4 separate regions of the Mus musculus genome follow, and regions 1, 2 and 3 are each linked to region 4. Evidence: chromatin contacts called from public ChIA-PET, HiChIP or PLAC-seq and promoter capture Hi-C data. All regions are on one chromosome and are shown on one strand. The core of a region is the stretch at or near the end of the contact, and the rest is flanking DNA. Distances in the headings are between cores, read along the strand shown. Region 1 holds the start of Zfp618 (zinc finger protein 618). Region 2 has its middle 5.8 kb from the start of Gm30699. Region 3 has its middle 5.3 kb from the start of Gm24117. Region 4 holds the start of Bspry (B-box and SPRY domain containing).

Region 1 (5,325 bases), core at 1,448-3,947, 490 kb before region 4:
TTCCCAAATGCTACGGCGATGATGGGGACTATCTAACCTGTGCCAATGTTAAATTCATTCCACAGAATTAGCAGCCCTTCAGAAACCCAGTTTCCATAAAACAAATTGGTGAGGTAGGTCCAGGACCACCCGCTAGCTGTTGATCCCGGGTCCAGAGTGGTCTATCCCCACCCCAGGTAACCCATCATAGCTCCAACCCCAACGTCTACAAGGTCCCCCCAAGTCCAACTAACACACTCCTTTTGGTTTGAAAAATTTGAACTTTTTTTTTTTTTTTACTCAAAAAAAAAAAAAAATCAGCACATCCGATCAGCCTAAATCATCACCAATTTCCCTTTATCTCAGAACAGATCTTATTCTCTTGTGTCAAATTTCCATCCAGTCAATATTTATCCCTTGAAAATTTTTCTCTTTTTTTTTTTTTTGTTTCACCTTCATTTGATTTATCTTAAGGACAAAACCTCCACATAAAATATTGTTTATAAAAAATGCTTTCAAATTCCCAAGGCAAGCATCTCTGGGTTTGGCTTTTGTGTGTATTCTGATTAGTTTTTCTTTCAAAGAAAATAATAAATTTTCCTGCTAGAAACAGCTGAGTTGGTGTTTCAGTTCATTTCTTCAGCAAAGTGTTCTTACCAGGGAAGATGGATTCAAATCAGAATTTTCATCTCTGCCATTCTCTCTCCCACCTTTTTTTCTTACTGGGTCAGTAAAATTTGTGGAATTTTCTGTTGTTGTTACAAATCCCCTCCCTTCAAAACACACACACACACAATCTTCAAATGATCAAGGCTAATGGATTTCTTCTCTTTTGACAGCAATAAAAAAAATTTGAAAAATGCAAAATATTAATGAATTATCCAACCCCACATCACAAAGAAACCTGAAGCCAACCTGAATTTTTAAAAAAGGAACTGATGATAATACTCTAATTGGACTAGAAAACAAAATTGAGAAAGACAAATTCTCCTCTTTAACAAGGATTTTTTTTAATCCTTATCTCCATCAATTGATTCACTTGTGTGTCGTAAAAAAAAATGGGCTTCTGTGAATCCACTGTTAGTTTTTCATAATAATGTTAATTATGCATATCTTATTTTAATGGCGGCCTCTCCTACAATTCTGTGGGCTACTCAGTTTGCACAATATATGAATTGACATTTTTCTCCATTGAATATTGCTCAAGAAAAGGTCCCTGACATTTTCTAGATAAAACAACAACAAAACAAGAAATGCCTAGACCTTGCAGCAAACAAAATCAGGAAACAGTCATAATTATTCCATCAAAGCAAAACACACACACAACACACACAACACACACATACACACACACAACATAACAAAAAACAGAAAAAAGACCGGCAGGATTTCACTCTAACTTTTCCAATTTCTGTTTTTCTTTAAAATCTCAGGAGTTAAATGCAGTAAAATGTAAATGTAAAAATTTAAACCTACAATTTTTGGGTGTGTCCAAAGCCAACATTTTAGGATCTATTTTCTCTCCTAAATCCTTCTTTCTTGGAAATGGAAAAACTTTGAACGCTGCCAAATGGCAAAATTAGTCATTTTTGCCTACGGAGCAAAACAAGCCGCAAATTATAATGAAACACAATTTCTAATTGCTTCATAAAGCCAATTCTCCCAGCTTTCCCTAAACTGAACTATTTCCCCCCTTTTCTCATTCCAATTACTATTTTTTTTTTACTCAAATTAAAATAACTTAGGTACCTAAACTGCCTTTGCTTTTAGGAGGTATTTTTGCTTTCTCCCCTTCAAGAATTGAATTCATTCAAATTCCAGCTTAATTTTCATTTACATATTATCTGGATTTGGCTTCAGAAATAAAATTGTCTCCATGTCCTTTCAATGATCAAAGTGAAAATTTTCACTCCAAAAAAGATAGAAAAAAAGAATCTTTCCCACATCCACCAGTTTGTAGATGAAACTTTGGAATAAATAAGAAATAAAAAATATTTCTTTTCAATTTTAATTTCTTTTTTTTTTTATTTACAAAATAGTATCCTCTAGGTGGCGTCGTTTTAATGGGAAAAAACTACCGTTTGAAGAAAAATTAGAAAAAAAAATTGAGAGAAGGAAATATGGCCTTAAAAAAAAAAAAAAAAAAAAAAAAAAGATTGTTGCAAAGATTGGGGGCCTGGAAGGAAAGCTCTCCTGGGGGTCACCAAGGACCATGAGAGCAGAGAGGGTCAAGGGGAAATTGCAAATTTCGGGGGAGGGGGAGATCTGGAAGAAGGTTGCATTTTCGCAAAATCTGAATTGTCCAAACTGCAATGGCTGCTCCGTGCTCTCGCCGCTTTGTTTCTGGGCTCCGGTCCGAGCTGGGGGCCGCGGGGGGCGGCGGGGGACGCCGGGTGAGGGGTCCCCATTAGCCTCGGCCGCCGCCCCCGCGTCGCCCGCGCCCCGCAGCGTCCCGGGGGGCCGCTCCCGCACCCCGGCCGCCCGGCCCCACTCCGGATCCCCCCGCCGGCGCCCGCGCTCGCCATCCCGCGGGGCTGCTGCGGCCCCCGCCCTGGCCCCCGCCCCGGCCCCGCGTTACCTGCGGAGCTGCCGCGCCGTCCGGCTGGCTCATCGGTCCGTGCGGGAGGAGGCGGCCCCGGCGCGTCCTGCTCCTCCCGGGCCGGGCTGCGCCGCGCGCACAATGCCGCTGCCACCGCCGCCGCCGCCGCCGCCGCTGCTGCCGCTCCCTCCTCCGCCCGCCCCGCGCGGGCCGGGGGGCGGGGGCCGGGGGCGCCGGGGGGGACCGCCGCGGGGACCGCAGATCGCCCCGCCGGCCCGCGCCCGCCGCGCTGCACCGCGCCCCGCACCGCCCCCGCCGGCCTCCGAGCCGCTGCGGGCCCCCGGCCTCTCCTCGGCCTCCGCCGCGGGCCTCCGCGACGCCCCACGCCTCACACAAAGCCGCCGGTCCCCCGCGCCGCCGGCGGCCCCCCAAACTTTCCCGCGCCAGCCTCGCGCGCGGGGCATTTGCTCGCGTGGGGCGGAGGTGGGGGCACAGAAAAGTTTTGGGGAGCGGCCTCTGGTGGGACAGAAGGGGTTAATGGGAACGCCTCTCCCCTCCCCACAAGCTCTCCCCCCCCCCCAAATCAGATCGATTTTTTTTTTAAATAAAAGTTTTGAGGAACGAAACTGGAAAGCTTCCTGGGAATATTCGGTAGCCTAGGCTATACCTAGCTCCCCCCTCCCCGTCCTCGCAGATAAGTTTGAGAACTGAGGGCCAAGGGGACCCTCTCTAACCCCCATCAAGTCTGAATATAAATTTACTATTTGAGGAGCCTCTCTTCTGTTTGATGTCAGTGAAGTCACTTTTTTACCCTCCCCCGCCAAAAAAAGTAAAAGTATTAAAAAAAAAAAAAAAACACAAAACCTGACCCTATGGAAGGAGATGTTGAAGGTTGAACAAGGGTCAGCCCCTCCCCCCCCCCCCCCCCCCAGTTAGAAAAGGAAAATTTTGACTTATCCCTCTTACTTGAACTGAAAGGTTAAAGAGGCCTGCTCTTTCAAAAGTCCTAAACTATAAAAATACAAAATGTTTCTTATATGAGAGCTTCCTCTTTATGACTTAGGAAGACTTAAGGGTTTGTTTCTGTCCTCCTACTCCCAAAATAGACTTAAAAATAATAAATCAGAAAGACCTGGCCTATATGAAAACTAGAGAGACCCCTGGATTCTTCTCCCACAGCTAGTTGAGTTTTAGAATAAGAAGTTGAAGAATTGCCATGTATCAGATGAGAAAGGAACCAATGTGTTTCCTTACCCTTCCCTTGAGAAAAAAAAAATAAGGATAGGATTGTTTTATGGAAATTAAGGCTAGTTAAACGGGTGCTTTTTCTGACTCCACCTTAAGAAAACATGTGTAGGAGCTTTTTAAAGTTTAAAGAGCAAACTCCTCTAAACAGAAAGGGCTCTAGAACTGTCCGTCCCCTTAGAACCCTTCTTCTTCCTTCAAGTTAGTTTTTAAAGACACCACTCTCCTGGAAGAATCAGTCTGTGGGAATTTGGCCCTCCGTAGAAGAAAAACAGTGAAGAACCCCACTTTTCAAACCCCAGCCTGGTAAATACATAAGAAGTTAAGCAGCATCTTCCAGTTACATCTGGAAACCTCTAAAGTCAGTGATTGATTTGAGATTTAAAAGTACCCATTTCTTTTTCCCCTGCTTATCGCGTATGTTCTTGGAAGAGATCTGGCAGCATCTTCCAAGGCCCGTGTGGATCAAGTGGGAAGCAGAGCTGGCAGTTGGGCAAGCCTGGCAAAGCTCTGCCTGCTTGCCTCACCTCCTCCTAGATACTAGAGCCTTAAACTGTTTTCAGAGTATCTGCCTCCTGGCCAGGCCTGCTCCTCTGCCCAAGCTAAGGCTGATAGGATTCCCTGGAATGGTAAGGAAGGAGATCAACGCAGTGGGATGGTTATCAAGAGAAAAGCCCTTCTTTGAGAGTCAGGAAAGGGGGGTACAGTAACTGTTCACTGAGCAGTTACTGTATATATATGGGAGGGGGGGCAGATAAACTGTCAAGAAGAGCTTGCCCTAGCCCTTCTCAAATTTGAACCACCCAGATTGGCTGGTCTCACCCTGGAGTTCTTACTTCATTCTGTTGAGGTAAGGAACTGATAGTTTACATTTCCATCAAGTGTCCCGGCAGCTGCTTCCCTAAAAACATCCTCTTGCAAACCACTGTAGTACCTGAACAAGGTAAAGAGGAAGGGCCTGGTCCACTCCAGGAGCACAGCAATGATTCCAAGTTATACCTGATTGGCTGGTGATTCTCCCTGCAGGATCTTCGTCAGATAGAGGGGATAGCAGGAGTTTGAGTTCCCAGGTCCTTAAGTCATAGTTTTAGGGATCCAGAAAATAACCACTAAACAAAACTTTACCTACATGTCCATTTGAACGGAGAAAGTATCTTCCCAAAAGGGAGTGCTAGACTGCCTGTCACCTCTAGCCTGTGAAATCCCATGGTCCTATGCAGCCTTTTCTTTCCAGAATCATTGCAAATACCTTCTGCCTCTCCATAACCCAGAGATTAGATGACCTGAACATTCTGTCAGCGCATTTGACAGAGAGCCCCCCTCAACCCCAGTATTCAGCAACAATGTATATTCAGCAACAATGTATAAAGACGCTTCCCCCTGGAGTCAGAGACGCAGAGAAGGTGTTCTGATTGACGCTATCTTGCCCAGGCCTTGGAAGGGATGCTAAGGGCAATGCCATCTAAGCTTAAGAAACCCAGGTTATAATTGAACCCACACATTCCCTAAAGCCACTGCAGAAACAACACAGTCACCCGCAGTGACTGTGTAGCATCACAGCA
Region 2 (5,441 bases), core at 933-3,432, 300 kb before region 4:
ACAGAGTTATCTCATTACCGGGATGTGGGAAATGAGGCTTAGCGCAGATGGCAGGTGATGCACACTCGGCTCCCAGCGGCATGAGAACACAAATGCCGGCTGGTTATAAAGAGGTGTTTGCATAAATACCATCTCCCAGTCCTGCCGTTCCTCCAGAGCAGATGTTGCTGTTCCTTGTGTGGTTAGGAAAATTTAACTCCGAGGGGCCAGGTATAGCCCAAAGACACCAAGCACAAGTGACAGGGACAGAACTCACATTTGGCTGACTCTTTAACCTAGGGTGTTTTCGAGGATCCATCAGTCTAGCAGGCATCTCCAGGGAAGGCTAAGAACTCAGGGTTCCACCCACAGCCCTGCATGGTCACAATCCTCTTGGTTAGGGCCCTTAGCCCAGTAAGTCATTTTAACCTGGGAGCTCAGAGCTAGTCCCCTGCTGGGCACCTCTCTTGGCCCAAGGGCTATACCTTATACTCAGAGGACCAGCCTGAGATGGTACTCGGGGCAGGGGGCATAGAAGCTAAGATCCTACAAGGGAGATCTCACAGGGAAGTCCTCAGAGCTGGACTTCCTTGCAGAGGAAAGCACCCAGGACCTCAGTGTTCCCACCTGCAGTATGGGTGACAGTGACATCAGCCAACATTTAATGGGCACTTCTTATACCAGTCACCCTGCTAATGACTTCACATGTATGGCCACATTGAACTCGCAGACTGACCGCAGGAAGCACTACTCCACATAGGAGAAAAATGGGGTACAAAACTCTTGACGGAGTCGTTCAGGGCAATCAGCACTAGCATTAGAACCCAGGTGAGTGGATTTCGAAGCCAGCCCCGCCCCTCTCACCTCCCAAGCGAATCCCCTCTCACACATAAACACATACTCCTTGCTAGTGAAATGGATTTAGTAACTAACCATCCATTCATCCTCTGGGTACAGCCTCCGTTTTCCTTAAAAAAAGGAATACACTAAAGAGGAATGATCAAAATCAAGCCAGGTATGGGAGGGAAGAATTTCAGGGTGGAACTACCCCTCCTTCCTCAGGGTCCCCTCTCCACTGCCCTCCAGAGGCCTCCACAAAGGGCAGTTCCTATCTCTGCACTCTAAAAGCCACTTAGCAATCGCCACATATACACACATGCACACACCTGCAGATATTTCCAGGGATGCCCAACAAGGACAGGGCAGGGACGGGTGCATTCATAATTGGGAGGGGAGCAGGAATGATCAAGAGATCCTTATAGAAAGTCCCTGGGGACCATGAAAAGCAAGGTGTGGTTGTAGGGGGAACACAGAACTATGATAAAAATAAAATGACAAGGCCCTGCCTTGTGTGGGTGGCTCCTGAGGGGAGTCATTCTCCTAGGGACCCACTTGGGTCCATAACTAGTTTCCTCCCTAGCCCCCCTTGGCCTCTGGTAAGCTAGAAGTATCCCAAATAGGAAGGCGGGAGAAGGGGAGTCAGAAAGTCTGCAATGAAAGTTCCAGAGTCCTTCCACAAAGCCACCTGCTCTGAAGGAGGAATGGGGTCTCAGGGAGAAGGGGAAGGACAGGACTCATTGTCCCTGGGAGGCTTGGGACATCTTAGCAAGGTGGGGAGGGGACACTGTCAAAGGTGGGAAAGAATAGATGGGAATGGTGGCTGGCTCACGTTGGCCTGTCACTTCCAGCTTGTGCAAAGTCCCTGGACCCGTGGCCCTGTAAGAATAAGAGCAGCAGACAGAGCCGGTCCCCTCAAGGGCTTCCCTCTGTGCTTTTAACTGCTTTTCTGTGGGCTCAGGAGCCACCTCACCCTCATATGTATCCCTCAGCTGCACACCAGTCTGTCCATTTTCCCAAAGGGCAAGACCCTCATTCTGCCTCAAGCTATGACACTTGCCTGTCCCCAGGCTGCCTGCCATACTTCCCCCTGGTTTCTCCACTGCCCTCAGCTCCATGTCACCTCTGGGAAGGGAGAGGAAGGACTGTCCCTGCCACAATCACTCCTGTCTGCTGTCCTCAGGAACTTACCATTTACCGACAGTGTTGATCCACCCCTGCACCCCTCAAGACCTCCCTAGAAAACCACCCTGGTGGCCAGCAGGGGCCTTGTTCCTGAACTCAAAGCTCCCTCACAGTAGGTACTCAGGACAGATGTGACACAGCATGGGGCCCTCCGAACGCCTTTGCATCTTGTACATCTGTTTGGAGCCGCAGTTAGCCCCAGATGTGTTATTTCCCTTGTTAATTACCGCAGAGTAATTGTGGTAAGAAGTGTAAGTAAAGCAGGCATTAATGGGAGGGAAAACCGATTTCCTGCGCGGGCTCACAGGAGGCAAAGCTGGGTCTCCCTGTAGCCTAGAGAATTCAGAAGGGGAGCATTCACCTCACCCACCCTGCTTCTCAGGAAGGGTCCCCTCCCACGCTGAATCCCATCTCCTCTTTACAGAAGAGTAGGGACCTGGGAAAGCCTGGACCCTTCTAGGGTTGCCACCTCGATTCTTTGTGTCCCATAAGAGCTGAAAGATATTGAGCGTATAGGCTCTGCAATACTTCCCCTCGCCTCGCTCTTTCCATCTTAAAATGGGCTAGCGGCACTTCTCTGCTGTGCCTGTACAAGCCACAAAACAGATGGCATGTGTGGTGTCCTGGATGGGTATCCACCAAGGTGACACCTTTCACTCCCTTTGCAGTGTCCTAGAAAAAAGATGAGCCCCGCCCTGCGCCTCCACCTACTGGACTCTGCCGGAGAAGCTCCAGGTTGATTTTGACAAGGTTAGTGACAGATGTCTTTAATACGGCTGCTCCAGACCTCAGTTTCCAAGAAGAGCTTTCATTGGAAGGGCAGAAATGTCACGCCTTCGTGGGGGGGGGGGGGGTGTGCAGTACAGCTGTCGTATGCTGTTTCCATTTCTGTGTCCATCAGTCCTCCCCACCCCCCAACACACACACACACACACAAAGTGATCGGTATGCCCTCAGGGTTGGAGAAAGCAGAAATGGCTCCAGCGATGTAGAAGAGAAAGGGGGTCCTTAAAGCGCAGGGGAGGCGGGGTCACAACTGGTATATCAGAGCCTACTCATTGGTCATTCGCTGCTGAGCTGCAGCGATCCTGGGCTTGCGTTTGCTTCTCGATGACCTGAGACGCCCTCTTGTGGGCATCGGCGGTAGTAATGGGGCTTCTTGCCTCTCTTAGCGGGTTTTTTAAAGGATCTCTTCTGCCAAACGACTACTCTCCTATTTTCCAAAATACGGAGATGAGGATGTAGTCTTGTATCGGGTCCTACCATTAAATGTGGACCCATTATTTCACTTTTTAAAAAATCAACATACAAAAATTTGAAAATGACAAAAAAAAAAAGCACAAACAATGCAGTATAAGAGTATGCATTATTCTTCCAAAAGTCCTGAGTTCAACTTCCAGGACCCACCTCAGGGGCTCACACGCCTGGAACCTCAGTTCCATTGGATACATTACCTCTGGCCTCCTCAGGTATCTACCCACACACATTTACACATCCCTGAGTATAAAATAAATATTTTAAAAGAAAAAATATTTACAAGCCAACAGTGACCCTTACCCCACAGCCAACGAAAGAAGAGAATAAGGTTACAGTCTTCTTGTCCACAGGGTGCTGGTTTAGAAGGAAACTCAGTATTTCTGCAAACACTTGGTCAATTGGAGCTCAGCTCTGAGCTGCGGATCCAGGACCAGCCGTGATACGGACTGAGTACCAACTGGGTCAGCTCCAGCTATTGATCCTGAAACCACAGGTACTACTCCTATCCCACCTCTCCATATCTGACTTCTCTTTCCATCAAAAATCCAGGCAAGGTTAGCCCCAGGGCATGCAGTGTGCTTTAGAGAGCTCAACCCACCTTGCTGCAATGCTGAGTGCATGCGTTTGGGCTCCTAGTGTCCCTGCTCTAGCTCCTGACCTACACTAGATATGGTTACACAGTTAATTCCAAGCACACTTTGATGGGGATGGACCCTGCAGGCTGATCACGGCTGTGTCACTCCTCAGATATGACTTTAAGCCATCCCCCATAAGCCTTGATGCCCTCACCATTTGGAGTGATAATAGAGCCTTCTTCACCAAATAATGGCAAGCACTGAGTGGAGGTGCAGTATATGTGTGAGGCCCGGGGTGGTGGCTTATTTCATTCAAGCCACGTTAATTTCTCTTCAGATATGCATGGAACTTGACCCTGACTCTGTAAGGTCCAGATGCCTGCTTAGCCTTTGAGAAGGTCCCATTTTATGAGAAGCCCGTGCTGAAAAAGATTTAGAAATGCATCCAACACATTTTGTGTTAAAGGAGAAGGGAAAGGGGCCAAAGATGGAAAGGGAGTGGGCCACAGTCAGTCACCTCCAAGGTGAGCCACGGTCACCTGCAGGAGAGATTCTTCCTGTACCTGCAGCCAAGGCTTCAGTAAGTTCCGCGCTTCATGGCTCTGGATCTTTGTTTGGTGAAGTGGACACAGTTGCCCCTCCTCCCGACCATGACTCCCAGTCCAGTGCGGGAATCTCCCTTAGCAGGAATGAATGAATCACAGACTCTTAGGATCGCATGAAGCTGTGTTATACCTGACTCCCATAGTAGTCTTGGCTCAAGGTCTTCCCTGAAAGGACAGAAATCTTGGTAGAAACCTTGGGCCAGAGGAAACAAGCTCCTACTCCAGGTGGTTTGGGTTTTTTTTTCTAAGAAAAAAAAAGAATTTATATAAAAATAGGGTTAGCCTTCTCTCCCCAGGTGGACCTTGACCTTCACTGGCTGCAGGAGCAGAGTGGCCACAGTTTAAGGAAATGGGTGACTTCACATCCCTCAAATGTAGTCCGATGACCCCGGGCATTCCCAAGGTGAATGGCACTTTTCAAAGGTCAAAGGCCAAACACAAAATGCCAACGATTGCATCAAAACATCAGAGTAAATAAAAGTAAAAATAGGCCATCATCAAAATAAGCTGGCCACTCAGTGACCTGCAGCTGGTAGAGGCTGCCGTCCGCATTTCCTCCTTTCTTTCAAAAATAGCTGGATGCCTAGAGCTTTCTGGGGTCACCAAAGAGGAAAAAGTCCCTCAGGAGCCATTACAGAGTCCCAGTTTCTCCATCTCACTGTTGATATCACATGGAAAATCACCAAGGAGAATAATGATTTTCTGTACACACATGTAAACAAAAGAACATACAATTTGCCCTTTCTCCCCAGGAGAGCATTTTGCTTTTTTTATTTTTCCAGTTTAGAGAAAATGCTAAGAACACTTAGGGTGTTGTGGAAATGTCAGAAAATCAAAGACTCGATACTGAGACAATACAAAGAAATTTTTTGAAGACAAGCGGCTAGCTGACGGGGTGGGCGTGTGGTGAGCCAGACAGCAGCTATAAGGTTTCGGTTTTAGGAAGCAAGCTCAAGTGGGAAGGGAAGTGGAAAGTTCTGGAAAGTGAAGGATGACAGGCCCT
Region 3 (5,418 bases), core at 2,536-5,035, 330 kb before region 4:
TATCTAAAGATGCAGAGCATTGTATACTTGAATTGTGCTAAGAATAGATTTTAAGCATTCCTTCCACAAATAAATGCTAAAGAGGTGGGGTAAGATATTCACAGATTTGATTCGGGCATTCCAGCATGTATGCATATTTCAAAATAGCATGTTGTATACCACAAGTATATATAATTTTTGTCAATTCAAAAATAAATAATTGATCCTTTTCACATGAGAATGGAAATTGTTCTGATTCTCTAACTATAACTCTTGGTTTCGTGTTGAAAAGAAACAGCAAGAGGAAGCATTCTGAGCATGTTCCTGACCACAGGGAAGCCCCTTGCTGTTCTATGGGATTATGGTTTTTCTGTTGTTGCTTTTATAAGTGCCCTTTATAAGGTTGAGAACATTCCCTCTACCCATTGGCTGGCTGTATTTATGGCAAGCACCTTGCTTCTGCTCATTTAGTCTGCAGCGCTGATGGAGGACCTGCTGCAAATGCCAAGTGAGGCATGCTCTTAGACAAAGGACAGCTCTCTATTTTCTTCTAGATCAGAGTGACGTGGAGGACCTGGGCACTGTCCCAGATTCCTTTCTATTTCTATCATAAAACATGTACCACACGCAGCTTAGGAAACATAAGGGTTTACATCTCCAGATCACAGTTTATCCTTGAAGGAAGTCGAGGCAGGTACTTGAAAGAGAAGCCATGGAGGAGTGCTGCTTGCTGCTGTACTCTCTGCCTTGCTCACAGACTCATGCTTACTTAGTCAGCTTTCTTTATTTCTTAATCTTTCTTTCTTTCTTTCTTTCTTTCTTTCTTTTTTTCTTTCTCCCTTTCTTGTTTTTGTTTTTGTTTTTGTTTTTTTGTTCGTTGTTTTGGTTTTAGGGGTTTTTTTTGAGACAGGGTTTCTCTGTGTAGCTCCGGCTGGTCTGGAACTCATTTTGTAGACCAGGCTGGCCTCGAACTCAGAAATCCGCCTGCCTCCACCTCCCGAGTTGCTGGGATTAAAGACGCGCGCTACCACGCCCGGCTTTAGTCAGCTTTCTTATACTGCCCAGAACCACCTTTCTAGGGAATGCTGCTACCCACAGTGGGCTGGCTGGGCTCTCCTACATCAATGATTAATTAAGATAATTCCCCATAGTCACGCCCCAGATCAATCTACTCTAGGCAATTCCTCAATTGAATTTATTCTCTCATATAATTCTAGGCTGTGTCGCTAACAATTAAAGCTAACTAGGACAGGCACCTATGCAGACCTTCACGACATCAAATGGTGAATGGCTTAGTGAGAAAGAATAAAAGAACCTCTTCTTCCGTGGGGGGGGGGGGGGGAGATATCTTGGTTCGGGTGTCCTGAGAGCAGGAGGCAAGGGCTCAGAGCAGGAAATCTATTTGGAGTCAGTCTGTGCTCAGGCGGACTCTGAGAGCGCCTCCTGCTGGGCATCAGGGGTGGGTGCTGAGCGTTGTTGCACCGCAGCTTCTGAATTGAAACAACCCCTCCTGGAGGGAATACAGAAGACACATGGGACTCCAGAAATAAACGTCACAAATCCCTTCCTCACAGTTACCAAAACAGTAATTACTACTGAGGAGAGGGGATTCTCCAAACTGGCATGCAGGGTACTCCTGGGGAGCAGCTATTGCAAGTTGCGGCCCACATACTCCACTCTGGTGATGCATCTGCCTTTGAGTAGCCCTGTAAGGAACCTACTGAACTCGCTGGCTTGCCAAGTCGAACTTAGGTAGGCTTGTTCCTTTGGCCCGTTGTCAGTGCCTCATCTAGGGTGAATTGCTCACATTGATAGTGGCTAGTGGGTGGGTTCTTTTTCTTTGCCCATTAGATTTTTTTTTTCCATTTTTTATTAGGTATTTAGCTCATTTACATTTCCAATGCTATACCAAAAGTCCCCCTTACCCACCCACCCCCACTCCCCTACCCACCCACTCCCCCCCTTTGGCCCTGGCGTTCCCCTGTACCGGGGCACACAAAGTCTGCGTGTCCAATTGCCCATTAGATTTTTAAAAACAGAAATGGTGAGATATAAAATGAATGTGCTCATTGGCAAGTGTTACCGGTTTCTCGGGTGGAGAAGGGCCTCAGATTTGGGGGAGCAATCACTCGAAGGGGTTTAGGTGCCTTACCACGTGGTCCCTCTCCCTCCTTTTGTGTACTGGTTTAATGGTGTCTCTGTGTCCCTTCTATAGCAGGGGCTGAGTCTCTGGCTCTGTAATTGTTGATTGACTGCCATGAGAGCAGACTCCCCAACTTCTCCGGCTCTCTGGGGTATGACAGAGAGACTTGTTGCATGGGAGGGAAAAAGAGCTGCATTTCAGAGAAATAAAAACTTACTACTAAAGAAAAAAAGCCCCAGTGAAATTGAAACTGTCTATTGTTGGGGGTAAAAAGCCATCTTAAAAAAAAAAAAAAAAAAAAAAAAAACTCAAACTGAGGATATTATGTCCCCTTCTGCTATCTCAGGGCCCATACCCTCAATGTCACCTTAGGAAAAGCCACACAACAAGCATTCTTGCTGTGTTATGGCGACACTGGTCCCACTGGGTTAGTGTTCCACCCTCCAAGGTGTCATCTCCATGAGCTCTGGAAGGCTTATTTTCCCATGGTCCTGTCACAGGTGAGAGATTGAGTAGAGCTTCAGAGAGGCACACAATCAGGAATACTGCCGGGCTTTGGTCCTGCTGCCCAGTTGGTCCTGCTGCCCTGGGGACAGAAGGAAACCAGAAAAGGATCTTAAGTCTGAAAGTAGCAACAATAACAGACAAGAGGGTGGTTAGGGCCAAAGCACAGACTCTGCTGGGAGGAAGTACAGTTCAGGCCCACACAGTGGGTTCTTATCACAGGGAGACAGGAAACCAGGGCAGGAAGAGGCTTTGAAGGCAGCACCATGGACTCAGTGTAAGCCACAAATGAATCGAGAGGCCAGGGACACTTTCTGACTGAACTCTTGGGTTCTTTGTGGTATCACTAATGGGGGCAGAGAATCCAAAAGGAGAAGATGACTTTGATGAGGTCAGTCTGGTCATGTGGAGGAGGAGGAATGTCCTACGGAAGAGAAGTTCCCAACATGGCTCCACCAGTGTTGATCAAGTATGCCTTCCCTGAACACCACAGAAGGTCCTCAAACAGTGCTTGTTGATGAGTGACTGTTGGCCCACACAGATATCTTGCCGTGGTGACTAATGTTTGGTGTCCCCTTGCCTGGATTTGGGCTAGAAAAATGGCAAAGCGTGATTGGTGTGTGTATCCAAGAGGCTGCTGAACAAATGGACACAAGAGTCGATGGGACGGATGGATTTCGTGGTCTATTTTGACTTTGTTAACTTAATTGAAAAATGAAAGCCTAGGGCATCAGTGAGGATGGGTGTATACCAAGGGTGTATCTGTGAGGGCATTTCCAGAGACAGTTCACCTAAGAGAGAAGATTCCTTCTGTTTATGGGGCAGATCCACCCCATGGCTGGTGTTCCAAACAGAATAAAAGAGAGAGAAGAGAGAAAGTGAAATGCCAGGTTCACATTCTGTTTCCTGGCTCACTGAGACGTGAGCAAACAGACACTTCACTACTGCCTTCCAGAGGGGAGTGGACCTTGCAGGTAACCTCAGATGACAGGGCCAGTCAGTCACTCTGTCAGTGGGAGTACACAGAGCTCCCCGACCTTTTGGTTTCCTGTCTGATTGCTCAGGAGTAAGCCTTTGAGGACAGCGTCTTCCAGGGAGGTAGGCAGAGCTTGCAGCTGCTTGTGAAGTGGGTCAGTGTGTCAGAAGCCAAAGCCCGGGAAGGAACCAGGCAGGAAGAAGCATTCTGCCGGTTCCCAGAGCTGAGGAGCCAGCAGCAGGCAGTGCTATGCGTAGCTGCCTGCCGGGGAAGTCTGCAGCTGCTGGCTTGCTGTCCCTGTGGTGTCATGGTGCTGTGTCCTCAGGCCCCTGGAGCTGTCTGTTATGTCCTCTCTCATCTGCCAGCAACATTCTCCCCAGTGCCCCACCTCTGAATTAAGGAGCTGCTCCTTCCTCCTTACTGGCACTTTTCCTAAGTGCCACCTCCAGCTGGAAGACATTCCTGCATCTTCTGGCCCCTCCCAAGCTCGCCCCACTGAGAACCTGCCATCCCTGTCACAGGCAGACAGCAGAGCCTCCACACCTAGACTCCAGAGTCTGCTAGATTAGGTTCTATGTCTGATCTTAAACCCGGACAAGTTGCTGAGCCTCTGTGCCTCAGTTTCCTTACATGTTTGTTAGCTAGTGTTTATTACAGTGAATCAATCCCTGTGAAGTGTTGTATCAGAGACTGACAGCTGCAAGAACCTGAGTCCACATTTCCTGGACCTCCTTCTGGAATGTCTTCTTGATTCTTCAGAGGCAATTCTGTGCACTGCAGATGTGTGTGCACTGCAGATGTGTGTGCACTGCAGATGTGTGTGCACTGCAGATGATGTGTGTGCATGGGGCTGGAGAGATGCCTCAGCACTTAGGAGCACTGACTGCTCTTCCAAAGGTCCTGAGTTCAATTCCCAGCAACCACATGGTGGCTCACAACCATCTGTAACGGGATCCAATGCCCCCTTCTGTGTGTCTGAAGATAGCAACTCGTCATATATACTAAATAAATATATAAATAAACAAACAAACAAATAAATAAATAAATAAAATCTTTTTTTAAATGTGTGTGCACTGCAAATGCCTGTGTTCTGCAAATATGTGTGCACTCAGATATATGAGGACCCCAGTGAGGAAAGCTAATGGAATGGGACTGGCCCTTCTAGTGGCTACTTCCCTGTTATCTTTTGTATTGTTTCTGATGAAGGTCACTTGACAAACAGTTGATAGAGTATGTGGTATCTTTGCAGAGTCAATACAGACACACACACACACACACACACACACACACACACACTGTTATTCTGTTTCTCTGGAGGACTGCAACCCATCCTCCCAGAACCCCAACTACTATGGTTTGAGTGAGTCCCCAACACTTGAGGAGCCCGAAGCTTGGTCCTCATCGTGGGCATGTTGAGAAGTGATGGGATGTAAGGGAAAGTGGGGATATTCAGTGGGAACATTGTCTTGGGGGGGGGGGGGAATTAATGTTACAACAAGACCCTGGCTCATTCCATGAGGATTAACATGACTGTCATCTTGGCAGGATCGAGGCTTTGCAGGATTCTCTAGATTAGGTTAACTGAAGAAGGAAGGCCTTCCCTGAGCATGGCCGCACCGTTCTTTGGGTTGGGGTCCCAGATTGAATACAAAGGAAAAAGTGAGCTAAGCGCCAGGATTCCTGGCTCTCGGCTTCCCCAGTCCCCCCATATTCCTACCACTATGGCTTCCCTGCTATGATGGGCTGTGCCCTCCAAGTGAGCTGAGATAAACACTTTCTTCACTAAGTCATTTTTGTTGGGAATTCTGTCACTGCC
Region 4 (5,345 bases), core at 2,221-4,720:
AAAGAATATCGCAAAAGAACTGAAGATGTAGCTCAATGATAGAGCATTTTCCTGGCATATACATGATCCTGGGTTCAAACTTCAGACTGGTTAAAAAGAAGAAGAAGAATCCATGTAGGGGCTGGAGAGATGGCTTGGTGGTTAAGAGCGCTGACTGCTCTTCCAGAGGTCCTGAGTTCAATTCCCAGTAATCACATAGTGGCTCACAACCACCTGTAATGGGATCTGACTCCCTCTTCCGGTGACAGTGTACTAGCAAATATAAAATAAATAAATCTTAAAAAAAGAAAGAAAGAAAGAAAGAACCCATGTAGAAGTCCCTAGGGAATTTCATAATCCTAGGGATGCACACAAAAAAATTCCATATTGAAAGATTTAAGTATGGGGCTGGAGGGATGGCTTGGTGGTTAAGAGCACTTGTTGATCTTGCAGAAGATCTGGGTTTGTTTCCCAGTACCCACACAGTGGCTCACAGCAATCTATAACTCCAGTTCTAAGTGATGCAATGCCCCCTTCTGGTTTCTGAGGGTGCCAGGTATATACATGGCCCACATACATACAAGCAAATCAATCATACACATAAAACAAATAAATCTAAACTTTTTGTGTAAAGAAAGGTACTAATCTTTTTTACGTTCTAATCTGAAGCTCCCGAGAATACTGCTTTCTAGTCTGTAGCCTGTGTAGTAGGAGAGTCACCCACCTCCACCAGTGCCACAATGGGGCTATAAGTTAGGAAAGGGATCTTAGGCTGTCCTAGACCTGGGCGAGGCTCTTATCCTAGGAGGAGGCACTTTGTGGAGAAGAGGGGAAGAATTACCACTGCTTTCTGGTTCTTCCCCTGCAGGACCTCGGCCATATACTTGGAGATGCCAGCACTCTGTAACTGCAGCCTCTCACACTGGTCCACAATCTTGTTCTGCAACACAGATGACAGCACAGCATCTTTATTCATGCAAATGGGCCGCTCGATCACTGAGTGGCTTTTCCTTTTTTACCCTGTCCTTAATCACACACTCCTACGGTCCAAACCCAGATATCATCATTATCAAAACCAATACTACCCGCAAAACTTTATGTCCAGGATCCCACATATTCCTATCATGTCTTTTCCTTCTAGATCACTAATGCTGGACTCCCCATTCCAGTAACTCATTCAGAGCCATCAAGACACTTGAGTTTTAACTAGGTGCTGGTGGCATACACCTTTAATCCCAGCATTTAAGAGGCAGAGCCAGACAGATCTCTGTGAGTTCGAGGCCATCCTGGTCTACAGAGTGAGTTCTGGGATAGCCAAGGCTACACAGAGAACACCTATTTCAAAGATACTTGGGTCTTGATGGGTTTGTCCCCAATTCCCTTCCTCCTCTCTCTTCTCCTCACTTCACCATTGACTACTTCCACTTCTGTTATTTTATCCAGATGGTCACCACCTCAGAGGAATCCTGTCTAAACCCAAAATTGGGCTTCCTTTGTCAACCTTCAGGCCTCCCATTATCACTCTGTAGACCCCAGGCTGGCCTCAAACTCAGAAATCCTCCTGCCTCTGCCTCCCAAGTCCAATCACACACTCTTATTCTGTAGTATGGATTAATACTCTAGTGCATGTATACACGTGCATATGTTTACATTTTCCTTATCCATTCATCACTAATGGGTACCTAGGCTGGATCCTACCTTGAGCCTGGCTTCTAACTAGCTTCAAGGCATGAATCCAGAAGCTAAGAGCAGTTGAACTAGTCCTATTTTGTCCAGGTCAGTAATGATTATGCTCCAGAGACAATCTCTCTACAGGATGGAGGGATAGGAGGAGGATGCTGGAAGCATTGTAAACTCTAGGGCTGGACATGCAGCTCAGTGATCTAAAATACATGAGGCTCTGGTTAAACACAGCATCAAAAACAAAACAAAACAAAACAACCCAAAACTCTAAAGTAAAAAGAAAGATGGCAAGACTCACTTCCCTTACACCAAGGCTGGGTGTAAGGTGTTAGGGTAGCTCAGGGAAGGCACCCGGGGCAGAGTACCAAGCTTGCTCTCCTGCCCTGGCCTTCACCCCTCTCACCACTCATACAGGCATGAAGGCTACTTTCAAGGTTTTCCATGAGGTCACTTCCTCTTCATAACCACTGAGATCAAAAAGTGGTTTCCTCTTGCCCGGTCAATGAATCTCCCCCTCTTAAACCCTGACTATTAAGAGTTACCATCCTCCTGTGGGCCCTTTTCCTCGTCTGAAAAACCTTAGTTAGAACCCACGCTTCAGCCTGGATGGAACTCGATGATAAGTATCTAAGTCCTTAGGAATTTGTAAAAGCCTTACCCATGATGCAAGCTGATTTATATCAACTTTTCTCAAGTCTATTTTCACCATCCCTGAGTAACTGAACTCCACCGGCCCCAGTTTCCAGGGAGGTGTGTTTATTACAATCTGGTTTGAGTAGGTGATGTCCCCAGCGACAGCTCTCAGTGCACAGCAGGGCTCGGTGCCAGGGTGGGGTTGGGAGAATTAAGCCATTTAATCAAATTGCAAGGAGTTCCCCAGGGGCCTCAGCTAAAATGAAAGGAAGACGACGGCTGCACCAAGGTGACTTGGCCTCCAATCTCAGCAGCTCAGGGAAAAGGATCAGGGTGTAACTGGAAAATGACCAGCCTAGAGCCACACTGAACCAAGAGATGAGGAGACCTTAGGAGATAGAGTGCCCTGCTATTCTTCCACCCTATCCATCACTTCAATTACAGTCTGGCCAGGTTGGAAGGGAACTGGATCCCTCACCAGGAAACCTGAAAGGGGGGAGAGGGTGACTCTAAGTCAAGAGGTTAGGGGGGGACTAAGTTTTTACGAGGTCAGCTATAACAATCACGTGGTGTTATGAATGCCTAGAAACTACTGGTGAGAGACACCAAGCTTGGATCAGTGACTCACAGGGAGGGGGCAGGATTCAAACTCCGATCCAGTTTACTCCAGAGGTCACACCTTTAACCACCTCCTTCTGCAAGGGAAGCCACAGAAAAGCCACTATCCCCCACCCACCCACCCCGGTCCCTGGTCCCTGCCAGTTCCCCCGCCCCAAGAAAGTTCCCGGCCCCACGCCCGCTTACTCTCAGCTCCTCCGCGTGCTCCTCCGCTCGACGGATGCGGTGCCGGTGACAGCGGCCGCCAAACCCGGCGCAGGTGGCGCATACCGGCCGTCGCTCCGAGAGGCAGAACCAGCTCAGAGGCTCGAAGTGCTCGGGGCACAACTGGCTCCGCTCGGACCCCTGCTTCGGTCCCCTCCTCAGTCCGGATCGCGGCCCCGGCTCCGGCCCGGACTCGGGTCTGGGCTCCGGTCCCGGTCCCGGCTTCGGCCGGGACTCCGGTCGGGACTCCGGTCCGGGCTCCGGTCCCGGCTCCGGCTCCGGCCCGGACTCGGACCCGGACTCCGTCCCGGAGACATCCGCGGACATGGCCGAGAGCCGGAGGCCGCGCGCTCCACCTGTCGCAGGTACCGAGGGCGTGGCCCTTCCAGGCCCCGCCCTCTCTGGCTTCGCCCCTCCCAGGCTGCGCCCGCGCGCTGACCCACACCACACTGGTTCCGCCTGCATCTGTAGGCTGTGGTTCTTTATAGGATTAAGTTGTGTTGTGTCAGAGTTTTAAAAACAAACAGCTGGGAGCTGGAGAGATGGCTCAGCGGTTAAGAGCGCCGACTGCTCTTCCGGAGGTCCCGAGTTCAAATCCCAGCAACCACATGGTGGCGCACAACCACCCGTAACGAAATCTGATGCCCTCTTCTGGTGTGTCTGAAGATAGCTACAGTGTATTTACATACATTAAATAAATGGATAAATCTTAAAAAGAAAAGAAATACCTCAAGATACGTGATGTGTTTGATTTAAAAAAAACAAAAAACAAAAAAAAAAACAACTGACATTCTAGTGCCTATACGAATCTTTAGTAAGCAGTTACGAAGTGTCAGATTTTTTGCTAAATGCATTAACAGCGTGTTTGAGGGGCAGCTTTAGGCATGTGTCTTAAATACAGGCTCATTTCTCAGCTGTGCTTGACTGTTAAAGGGGGTTGAGGCGATCTCACTCTCATACTTGGGTTGAGGAGTATATAAATGAAAGCACATGAAATGAGTCAGTTATGGTGACACAAATCTGTAATCCCAACACTTGGGAGATAGAAGTGGGAAGATCAGGAGTTCAAGGTCATCCTCAAACATATAAGGTTCGAGGCCAGCTGGGTTACGTAAGACTTTGTCTCAAAGACACATTAAAAAAACAAAACAAACAAATAAAACAAACAAACAAACAAACAAAACACAAAAAACCAAGCTGTGAGTGGTGGCATGTGCCTTTAATCCAAGCACTCAAGAGCCAGTAGCTGGGCTGGAGAGATGGCTCAGCGGTTAAGAGCACTGACTGCTCTTCCGAAGGTCCCAAGTTCAAATCCTAGCAACTACATGGTGGCTCACAACCATCTGTAATGAGATCTGACACCCTCGTCTGGTGTGTCTGAAGACAGCTACAGTGAACTTACATATAATAAATAAGTCTTTAAAAAAAAAAAGAGGCAGAAGCTGATGGATTTCTGTGAGTTAGAGGCAGCCTGGTTTTACATAGCGAGTTCCAGGCCACCAGGACAGCCAGAGCTACAGAGGGAGATAGTCTTAAAACAAAACAAAGCAAAAAAGAAAAGTTATGAACAGTGTCAGGCACACAGCAGCTGCTCAGTGCTAACAGCAAAAGGAAAAACACTTATGACAATTTTTATCACATTTATTTATTTAGAGAGAGAATATTTGAATACTTTGGAAGTGTATGTACCACAGTGCATTCGTAAACCAGAGGACAGCTTGCAGGAATAGGATCCCTCCTTCCATGTAGGTTTTGGAAGTTGGACCTAGGTCACCAGACTTGGCAGCAAGCGCCTTCACTCTCTAAGTAACCCCATGCCTGATTACTATTTTATGGAAATTAAGTAACGTGTGGAGTCTCAGTTGCTGATTGATGGCAATGATACCAAAACCCAAGCAGTTTAACTTCTGGTTACCTGGATGAGTAATTTTTAAGTTACAACGTATTGAGAAGCATTGAAAGGGCTGATTTTCCAAGTAGTGTATTTGCATTCAAATTTCCTGAATTTGATTATTTGGGCTTTTTCTTTTTTAAATTGACATTGATGAAAAAGTAACTTTGAAGACAATGGGATATGCAAATAAGCACAAAATACCAAAATACCCATTTCAAGAACAACTAACTTCTGAGGCTCTTTCTGCCTCTTTGATGAATCAAACTGAACCCAGAAGGAGCCTTCTGCAGGTCATGCAGCCTGGTATTCCTGATATGTGGGGAAAACTGCTCCT

Evidence for each region. Promoter capture Hi-C pulls out the DNA fragments that hold promoters and counts their contacts. ChIA-PET counts read pairs in DNA pulled down with a chosen protein or histone mark. HiChIP or PLAC-seq counts read pairs in DNA pulled down with a chosen protein or histone mark.
Region 1: a contact with region 4 is called in a promoter capture Hi-C map of liver, with 6 times the contacts expected there. The contact joins the promoter of Zfp618 here to the promoter of Bspry in region 4. A contact is called at or near these places in 4 of 39 promoter capture datasets (cranial neural crest, hippocampal neurons and liver).
Region 2: a contact with region 4 is called in an RNA polymerase II ChIA-PET map of effector CD8 T cells, with 67 read pairs. The contact joins the enhancer-like site here to the promoter of Bspry in region 4. A contact is called at or near these places in 7 of 39 promoter capture datasets (cranial neural crest, frontonasal cranial neural crest, liver and 3 more), 2 of 484 Hi-C or Micro-C datasets (bone marrow-derived DN2 thymocytes and bone marrow-derived macrophages), 3 of 115 datasets of contacts at active chromatin or transcription factors (bone marrow-derived macrophages, effector CD8 T cells and embryonic stem cells) and 1 of 9 other capture datasets (liver).
Region 3: a BATF HiChIP or PLAC-seq map of CD8 T cells shows a contact between it and region 4, with 7 read pairs. The contact joins the enhancer-like site here to the promoter of Bspry in region 4. A contact is called at or near these places in 3 of 39 promoter capture datasets (cranial neural crest and liver) and 4 of 115 datasets of contacts at active chromatin or transcription factors (CD8 T cells, bone marrow-derived macrophages, embryonic stem cells and 1 more).

Annotation. Positions count from the first base shown.
Region 1 is chr4:62,962,939-62,968,263 of GRCm38.p6, reverse strand. It overlaps Zfp618 (zinc finger protein 618), which reads right to left and starts at 2,697. Exons shown (of 15, transcript NM_028327.1): 1 at 2,558-2,697. The coding sequence starts at 2,590.
Region 2 is chr4:62,778,247-62,783,687 of GRCm38.p6, reverse strand. No RefSeq gene overlaps it. Among named protein-coding and RNA genes, the nearest start is that of Gm30699, 5.8 kb to the right of the region's middle. Within about 2 kb of position 2,182, at least 82 of the 459 cell types and tissues checked have an H3K27ac peak or open chromatin away from gene starts, as enhancers often do. A contact at or near this core is called in effector CD8 T cells and second pharyngeal arch cranial neural crest, where this site is marked.
Region 3 is chr4:62,804,373-62,809,790 of GRCm38.p6, reverse strand. No RefSeq gene overlaps it. Among named protein-coding and RNA genes, the nearest start is that of Gm24117, 5.3 kb to the left of the region's middle. Within about 2 kb of position 3,785, at least 76 of the 459 cell types and tissues checked have an H3K27ac peak or open chromatin away from gene starts, as enhancers often do. A contact at or near this core is called in CD8 T cells and memory CD8 T cells, where this site is marked.
Region 4 is chr4:62,478,192-62,483,536 of GRCm38.p6, reverse strand. It overlaps Bspry (B-box and SPRY domain containing), which reads right to left and starts at 3,470. Exons shown (of 7, transcript NM_138653.1): 1 at 3,100-3,470; 2 at 821-919. The coding sequence starts at 3,444.